Linked DNA regions of Sus scrofa: region 1 is linked to region 2. The links are chromatin contacts, called in public HiChIP or PLAC-seq maps. All regions are on one chromosome and are shown on one strand. The core of a region is the stretch at or near the end of the contact, and the rest is flanking DNA. Distances in the headings are between cores, read along the strand shown. Region 1 has its middle 120 kb from the start of DUSP6. Region 2 overlaps POC1B (POC1 centriolar protein homolog B).

Region 1 (4,045 bases), core at 264-2,763, 220 kb before region 2:
ACAGCAAGGGGGAGGCCAGTGAAGCTGCAACAAGTCTGGTATTAGGTCATTTGGTCTCCGAATATGTCTAAGTGACAGATAAGGTGATCATTCCTGGCTGTACCTGTTCATGCACTCATGTCAGATGGCACCTGGGGAATCCCGGAGAGTCTTACAATGGAGCTTGCAAAGAACTGACCACATTAAAAGTTTGATTGTAGGGCAATAGCATGCATATTACAGAACTTTTCCCATCATCCAGGCCTCTGATTATTAAAAAAAAAAAAAAAATAGTGTGGTGCTAGTGAAAACTGGGACTTAGGATAAGAAAAAACAAAATCCTGCTTCTCTTTAATATGGGAACACTAAGATTTGTTGGCCTCGGGATCCCAAATTTCGTATTTGATTATGGCTAATTTTCACTTTTGTCTATAACTCATAAAGAAAGTCACTGTTTGAGAGACAGAAAATAGAACCATGAGTTATATTAGAGTCTCAGGCCTGCATTTACTACCACTCAGATGTGGGTTTTAGGAAGTGGCTGACAACCATGTTATCCCTGTGGACAATTTGTCTATCCTATGGCTTGACACAGCAAATTCAACCCCAGGCAATGGATTAAGAGGGAGAAGAGAGGAGAAAATCGCCGTTGATGGGACACTTTGAGCACTGTGCCTATTGCCCTGGTACTGTGGGACTCTGCCAAGGTCCCTAGATGGAGAGAAACAAACTCTCTGCTACCAAAACTATTATCTCAGAGTTCGGTCAAAATACAACACAAAAGGCAAGAGACAGCAGATATGAAGAGACTGCGTTCAACCCTTCCACCTTTTATAGTGCCTCAAACCATGACAGTGGAATTGTGGTTATAAAACCCCCTTCATTTCTTTAAAATGCCCTCATGTTCCATCCCCAGGTTCCAATGCCTGAGTGCCAAAAACTTAGGAAGAACAAGATTAGAACACAATTAGCAGGTGAACTTTAATACAAAAACTTGAAGTAATTGGCTCCAACTGAACCACACAAGCGACTTTAGAAAGAATAAGTCAACTACTCATTGCCTTAATTCCTGCACACAGGAGATTAAAATTAAAGCATATCTGCTTACACCTAATGATCTTTTAAAAATCAACTTTGCATTTTCCCTGTGTATTTGCCTGAAAAGTTTCAGGCACACTGGACAGAACTGAGTCCTGACTAGACGTCTAAGTTACCCAAATAAAGAGCTCTGTATGGTGGCTTCTCGCATTCTTACAACAATATCATGTAACAGCTCTCTCCTTAAAACATCTTCTCAGGCTACTGCCTGAGTCATAGGTAAAAACACCAGCATAGTCCCCAGGCCGGCTCTGAGGCAACTTCTTTAGAACAGGATGTGCTTCTTCCTTGAGGTGACAGGTTGCATACTGCAAGTTTTTTCATCTCTATTGAAAACATCTCATTTGCTGCCAAACTATATGTAAGGGAAAGAAGCAGGGCCTGCCCTCAGAGGCTCCTTGGAGACTGAAACCAGAGAATAGCCGGACATACACGCAGTATGAAAAGTCTAAATTAAACAATGGCTTTACAAGAGCACCTTCCCATGTGACTTTGAATCAGAGTAAAGGGAAGTTCACAAAAATCAAAGCAGTAAAAGGGATCTTTATTTGGAAAGTACTCATTAACTCAGCAAAGCCAAGCTTTAAGAATTAGATCTGTGAGGAAAATCCTCCTGGCAATGAAACCAGAGCTTTGATTTCTTCTGGCTCATAAAATAAATAATAATATCGACTTACAGTTCTCCATTACCTTTCAGTTTACAAAGTGCTCTCCCATACATTATTTTATCTTCACAACATTCCTGTGAGGTATTGAGGCCTGATCAGTCCCTTTCATGGGTTAGGAAATTGAGGCTCGGTGGGCAGACAGGATTTCCTCAAGGTCACAGAGTTATTAAGAAGCAGAGCCCAAGCTGAAATGTTGGTCTCCAGACTCCCACTTGGGAGCTCTTGTTCTGTTGCCTCTCCAAAGTTAGGAAGCCATAAATCTAGAGTACCGTATCTAATTATATGTTAATTGGGGGAAATTCTAAAAGGCCACTGGTTACCCAATAGCTTGAAGGAAAAAAAAAAAAAAAAAAAAGACCAGACTTGGAGAACAGCCCACTTGCAAACAGCTTTATGTATATTCCCTCTGATAAAGCTTGAATCCAAGATACATTTCAAGGTCAAACAAAATTAAAATAAACTTTACTTTTGAACTTCATAATTATGATATCAAAGACTGAAATGACTGCATTTATTAGAAGCTCTGCTGGTGGGGGAAAAAACTAAAAGAGAAGGAAAATTTCCTGACTAACTTATAAACATGAACTAAGTTTTTTTTTTTTTTGGTCTTTTTTTGTCTTTGTTGTTGTTGTTGCTGTTGTTGCTATTTCTTGGGCCGCTCCCGCGGCATATGGAGGTTCCCAGGCTAGGGGTCAAATTGGAGCTGTAGCCGCCAGCCTACGCCAGAGCCACAGCAACGCAAGATCCGAGCCGCGTCTGCAACCTACACCACAGCTCACGGCAACGCCAGATCGTTAACCCACTGAGCAAGGGCAGGGACTGAACCCGCAACCTCATGGTTCCTAGTCGGATTCATTAACCACTGCGCCACAACAGGAACTCCATCATGAACTAAGTTTTGTGAGGTTCCCTCACAACTGAATTAAACACTCTGACTTGATGGTGAAAATATCTGAAACTTACTCTTCACACATGGGGTTGGGTTTTCTTTTTCTTTTTTTTTTTTTTTAACATATGTGAGACAGCATAAAGCAGAGAACTGTGGTGGAAGGGCAATGGTTTGGGGGCCAGCGAGGCTAGACTTTGAATCCTGGCTCTGGCTGAGTGGCCTGACCCATCTATTTAACTACTGAGGGCTTTGTCTATAAAATGGAAGCAAAAGTATTCTTGTTTGGTGGCTTAGTCACCTTGGGCTATGCTATGACAGAACACCGCAAACTGAATGGCCTAAACAGCAGGCATTTATCTTCTCCCAGTTCTGGAGGCTGGGAAGTCTAAGATCAAGGTGCCAGCAGGATTGGTTCATAGTGAGGACCCATCTTTGTAGATGGTCACTTCCTGGTTGTGTGCTCACACAGACTTTCGCTGGCATGTGTGCACAGAGAGAGGAAGGACGTGAGCTCCCTCGTGTCCCTTCTTATGAGGGCACTTGTTTTATCATGGGATTCCACCCTCATAATCTCATCTAAACCTATTTGCCTTGCAAATATCCTACCTTCTAAAACCATCACATTTGGAGACAACAGTCATTCAGTCCATAGTACTTGATTCCCACCCTAGAATTAAAGCAGACTGGAAAAATAAGGCATTTAGAGAGAAGCAGCATTTTTAATTAAGTACAGGCACAAAATAATGAAAACCACCAAAGCCCAGAACTCCTGGGTCACTTATGGTCACAATCTATCGGGGGAGCCTTTCGAAGCAAATAAGAACAAGGACAAAGATGCTAGGAGAGAATGCTGTCCTTAAGATCCCAATCTTGGCTGGCTGCTCATTTTCAAAGAATCCACCCTGTTTGCACCAAATGACACCCACCACCTAAACTGATGTGTAAACAGCCTCCCTGAGGAGAAAGCATCCATAATTTAGCTGAGCAAATCAGATTCTCTGGCCAGGGAATGAAGCATTAGGCTTAACAACTGAGAGTGAGATGACTCTGCTGGGTAGAGGTGGAGAGCCATATTGCAGATACAGAACCAAAGTCAGACTTGGACCCTTTTAAGCAAAACCCACATGACCTATCATTGCCAAGGGGAAGAGGGAGGGAGTGGGATGGATTGGGAGCTTGGGGTTCACAGATGCAGACTCTTGCTTTTGGAATGGATTAGCAATGAGATCCTGCTGTGTTGCACTGGGAACTATGTCTAGTCACTTATGATGGAGCATGATAACGTGAGGAAAAAGAATGTATACATGTATGTGTAACTGGGTCACCATGCTGTACAGTAGGAAAAAAAAAAAAAATTGGGAGTTCCCTTCATGGCTTAGTGGTTAACAAATCTGACTAGGAACCACGAGGT
Region 2 (4,191 bases), core at 1,325-3,824:
CCCACATTAGCCAATGGATGGATCTATCCTCCAGTTTCACAAAGGTATTGGACTCTAGATATTAGCAGATTCTTTCCCACTGACCAAGCCTGCCTTTGCATCCTGTTTGTACAGGGAAAGAGCAATATGGACAGCTTAGGTCATTCATGAAATTTAAAAAAAAGCTGAAAAGGAAAAATATATTTAAGATTCTGGGTTATTAAAAGTCTAGCAAATGAGGCTACAGTACCTGCTGCTCCCAATATACTGAGGTTTCCTTCTCCTTCAAAGTTGCTAATGTTCCTCTTTTAGGTGAATGTACTGAATGCTGACACGATGCTAAGCATTTATCAGTGTTAAATGTGCATAAAACATGATGCCTGCAAGCAAGGAGGATTCTCTATGTGGGGAGAGAATTAAGACAGAGCAAGACCTAGATCCCCTGCAGTGCCCGGCACATCACTGGAAGTGAATAAATAAGAAACACAAGCAAACAAATGACTGTAGGAGAAGAACAAATGCTTTGGTAGTCCACAAAAGGGAGAAATCACATGTATTCCCTTACCTCTTATTTCTTTGCAGACACTTGGAGTAGGGCAATGATAAAATTTATTGATCCATTTAACAAAAGACAGCCTCTTATGGTAAGCACTGAAGCTGCAACAAAGAACAAGTCAGACATGGTACCTTCCTTCAAGGAGCTTACAGTTTTCCAGGGGACCACTTCCTCCAAATGGGTGGCAGAGCAATCACCACCCTGAAGTTCTCCGTGGATATGTCCATGGCTGCCATCTCATAGATGGAAAATACAGCCTTACCACGTGAACAGAATGAATCTGAATGGCTGATATATCCTTACTGCTACAGGTTATAAGGACTTCACTTTCGCTCTGAACATATACAATAGGGAGAAAAATAGAGTTGAAAAAAATCCAGGACCAGATGGCTTCACAGTGAATTCAAACATACAAAAACTTATATTGATCCTTTTCAAACTCTTCCAAAAGATTAAAGAAGAGAGAACATTCCAAAGTACAGTTTATGGAGTCCCCATCACCCTGATACCAAACCACAAAGACTGCGAAAAAGGAAAATTACAGACTAATTTCTTTGATGAATATAGATGCAAAATTCTCACAAAATATTAGCAAACTGAATCCAACAACACAAACCTATCACCTTAAGGTTCTGAAGGTCCACAAAGATTTTACAGCGTTAAAATCAAAGTGTCAGCAGAGCTGTGTTCCTTTGGAGGCTCTAGGGGTGAATCTGTCCTTTCCTTTTTCAGCTCCTCAAGGCTGCCTACCTGCATGGCTCAAGGCTGTAGCACTCCAACCTCTTCTCCCCCTGTCATACCTTCTTCTCTAACTCCCATGCCTCCCTCCTTCCCCTGTAAGGACCTTTTGTGATTGCACTGGACCACAAATCTAGGATCATCTCCCCATTTCAAAATCCTTAACTTCATCCCATTTGCTAAACCCCTTCTGCCACATAAGGAAACGTATTCACATATTCTGGGGATGAGGCAATGGACATCTTTGTGAACCATTACTCTGCCTCATATGAGAAATGAATATACAAAAGAGACCCTGTTGGGAGTTTCCATCATGGCGCAGCAGAAATGAATCTGACTAAGAACCATGAGGTTGCAGGCCTCGCTCAGTGGGTTAAGGATCCGGCATTGCAATGAGCTGAGGTGTAGGTTGTAGATGCAGCTCAGATCTGGAGTTGCTGTGGCTGGCAGCTGTAGCTTCCATTAGACCCCTAGCCTAGGAACCTCCATGTGCCATGAGTAAGGCCCTAAAGAGAAAAACAAACAAACAAAAAACCCAAAAAAAAAAACCCAAAAGAGACTGTGTTGACATGAGATTATATTCCAATGAATGAAGAAGGAAAATATATAGATTTGTGATGTGAGGTCAGGTAGTAACAAAAGTTATGAAGAAAAATAAAGCTGGGTAAAATGTTACATCATGATTTAGCTTCATTGATGATGTATTTTTTTGGGGGGGAGGGGAATGGGTAGAGAGTAAACTTAGGGCATGTTAAGTTTGAGATGCCTATTAGACTTCCAAGGAGAAAAATCATAAATACAGGTGGAAATATACAATTCTAGATTTCTGTGTAAATCCAGGTTGGGGCAAGGGATATAAATTTGGGAATTAACAGAATTATATAAATTACCAGTTTTTATAAAGGATACAGATGAACTGCCAGGGGAAGAGGTACATAAGGCAAGGTGTGGAAGGGTACCAAGTACAGAAGTTTCTGTTCCCTTATAGCTGGGGGGTTTGGCATATAACTATTTGCAACCATGGGTCTATAATCATTGAAGGCGGAGCCAAAGAGAACGGTTGCAAAGCCTTTAGAAGGCAGGAAGAGAAGGAGCAGGAGAGGTGACTAGTGACCCAGGAGGTAGGAGGGATGCTGGACCAGAAGCCAATTAAGGAAAGAGCTTCTAGGAGGACAGAGTGATCACCAAGACCACATCCTGTAGGAAGGCTGGTCTGGATGAATCACTGGGACCCTGCCTGGAGGGGAGTGGTGGGGCAAAAGCTTAATGGGAGCGAACTCAGAAGAGTGGAAAGCGAAGAAATGAAGACAGTAAATGCCTTTTGTTTGAGGAGTTCTGCTATAAAGGGAAGCAGAACAATGAGACAGGAGCTGGAAAGGAATGAAGGATCAAATAAAGGCTTTCCTTTTTAAAGATGGGAAACACATCACCAATGTGGGCCGGTGGAAAAGATGAAGCAGCAAGAGAGCAGCGAGGTCACAGGACAGGGAGGAGATAACTACGTGGCGAATGGGCCACTGGGCAGCACCGTGTGACCCTTGGAGTTACAGAAATAAACTAGGGGCGGATCAGTCAGCACGGCTGTCTAGTCAAATTCAGTTGCATGGTTGTGGGTAGCGAGTAGGCAGAAAAATAGATTTAACCAGGCTGAAGTTTTGGGGGTGAGCTCAATGCAGAGAGGAGGGGCAAGGGCATTGCTCGGGTGATGGACTGTAGAATCCAAGCCCAATAAAGGAGAGGCACATGGACACAGAAGGTGGGCAGTGAAAAGGCGGAGGCTCGTGGGACTGGAGGCCCTCCCGGGGTGATGAGTGGTCGGAACTGGAGTACTAGAGGAAGTGGTGGCCAGTGAGTGGGAGGCTTTACACTGAGCTGACCATTAACACAAAAGATTCAGACAGTCTCTGAGTTCATCTGAGAAGCCTGACCGAGAGAGGAAGGCTGTCTTTTGGAAGTGACTCAGGGCGCTGCCCTGTCTTTGGTTCATTCCTTGAGATCAAAGACAGTGTTAACCAAGGACTGGATGGATTCATCAGAAAAAGAGCGAAAAGAGCCATGGAGTCACCCACATGGGGTTGTCACAGGTCCACAACACAGGGTTCGTTCTCCATTTCTAAAACTTGAGGACGTAAAGGCCGTTGGTCCTGGAGAAGAAAACCGCGTCTCTTCTACCCTGTTTCGGCACAGTGTAGCGTGCGTCCTTGTACACAGAAACCCTCCTACCTGATCAGGTCTGATGGATTTAAAAATATTTCTAGGATAAAATCAGAGAATGTCAAGTGGAATTTGTGTCTCCCAGACTAAATCTGTTGAGCTGAGAAAGGCTTTTGTTTATCCCTTGGGGAAAATCATACATCTTTGTCTCAAAGGGAGAAAAAGAGGCTTTGGGGATAAGGTTTTACTCAGGCTTTGATTTTTTCTTCTTCAAACCAAGTTGGAAATTTCATTTTTGTCAGATGTCTTAAAAAAACAACCCCTCCCCATTCAACTATCAACTAGAATATCTGAATGATTAATTCAGCGCCCTTGAAAAAGACAGCTGAGGCCACAAATCTGTCTTGGCCTTTAATATTTATTCTCATCTCTAGAGAAGCTTATTAATTTTGAAGCCATGAATAGGTAGGATACAGCTAGCACACATCAAATCTGTACAACAACCTCCTTCCATGTTTCACATCTTATACAATTAGGCAAACATAAACTACGAATCCCTTAAAGGAAGATTTGTCTCCTAAGGCCCTTTGCTGAGTCGAGAATCAGGCGCTGCCCTGGATAAACCTAAGTACAGACCATAATACTCAGTAAACTAGAATGAACTCTCTCTTCTGAGTTACTATAAAACTAAAAGATGCTATTTCCATTATTCTTAGCACTCTAGAAAAAGATAACGACCAATAAAACCTTCTGTAAATTCCAAA

What was found. HiChIP or PLAC-seq counts read pairs in DNA pulled down with a chosen protein or histone mark.
Region 1: a contact with region 2 is called in an H3K27ac HiChIP or PLAC-seq map of alveolar macrophages. The contact joins two enhancer-like sites. A contact is called at or near these places in 1 of 47 Hi-C or Micro-C datasets (skeletal muscle) and 1 of 2 datasets of contacts at active chromatin or transcription factors (alveolar macrophages).

What each region holds. Positions count from the first base shown.
Region 1 is chr5:93,424,174-93,428,218 of Sscrofa11.1, reverse strand. No RefSeq gene overlaps it. Among named protein-coding and RNA genes, the nearest start is that of DUSP6, 120 kb to the right of the region's middle. Within about 2 kb of position 1,513, at least 16 of the 83 cell types and tissues checked have an H3K27ac peak or open chromatin away from gene starts, as enhancers often do. A contact at or near this core is called in alveolar macrophages, where this site is marked.
Region 2 is chr5:93,205,859-93,210,049 of Sscrofa11.1, reverse strand. The region is part of intron 10 of POC1B (POC1 centriolar protein homolog B); the gene reads right to left. Among named protein-coding and RNA genes, the nearest start is that of GALNT4, 75 kb to the right of the region's middle. Within about 2 kb of position 2,574, at least 6 of the 83 cell types and tissues checked have an H3K27ac peak or open chromatin away from gene starts, as enhancers often do. A contact at or near this core is called in alveolar macrophages, where this site is marked.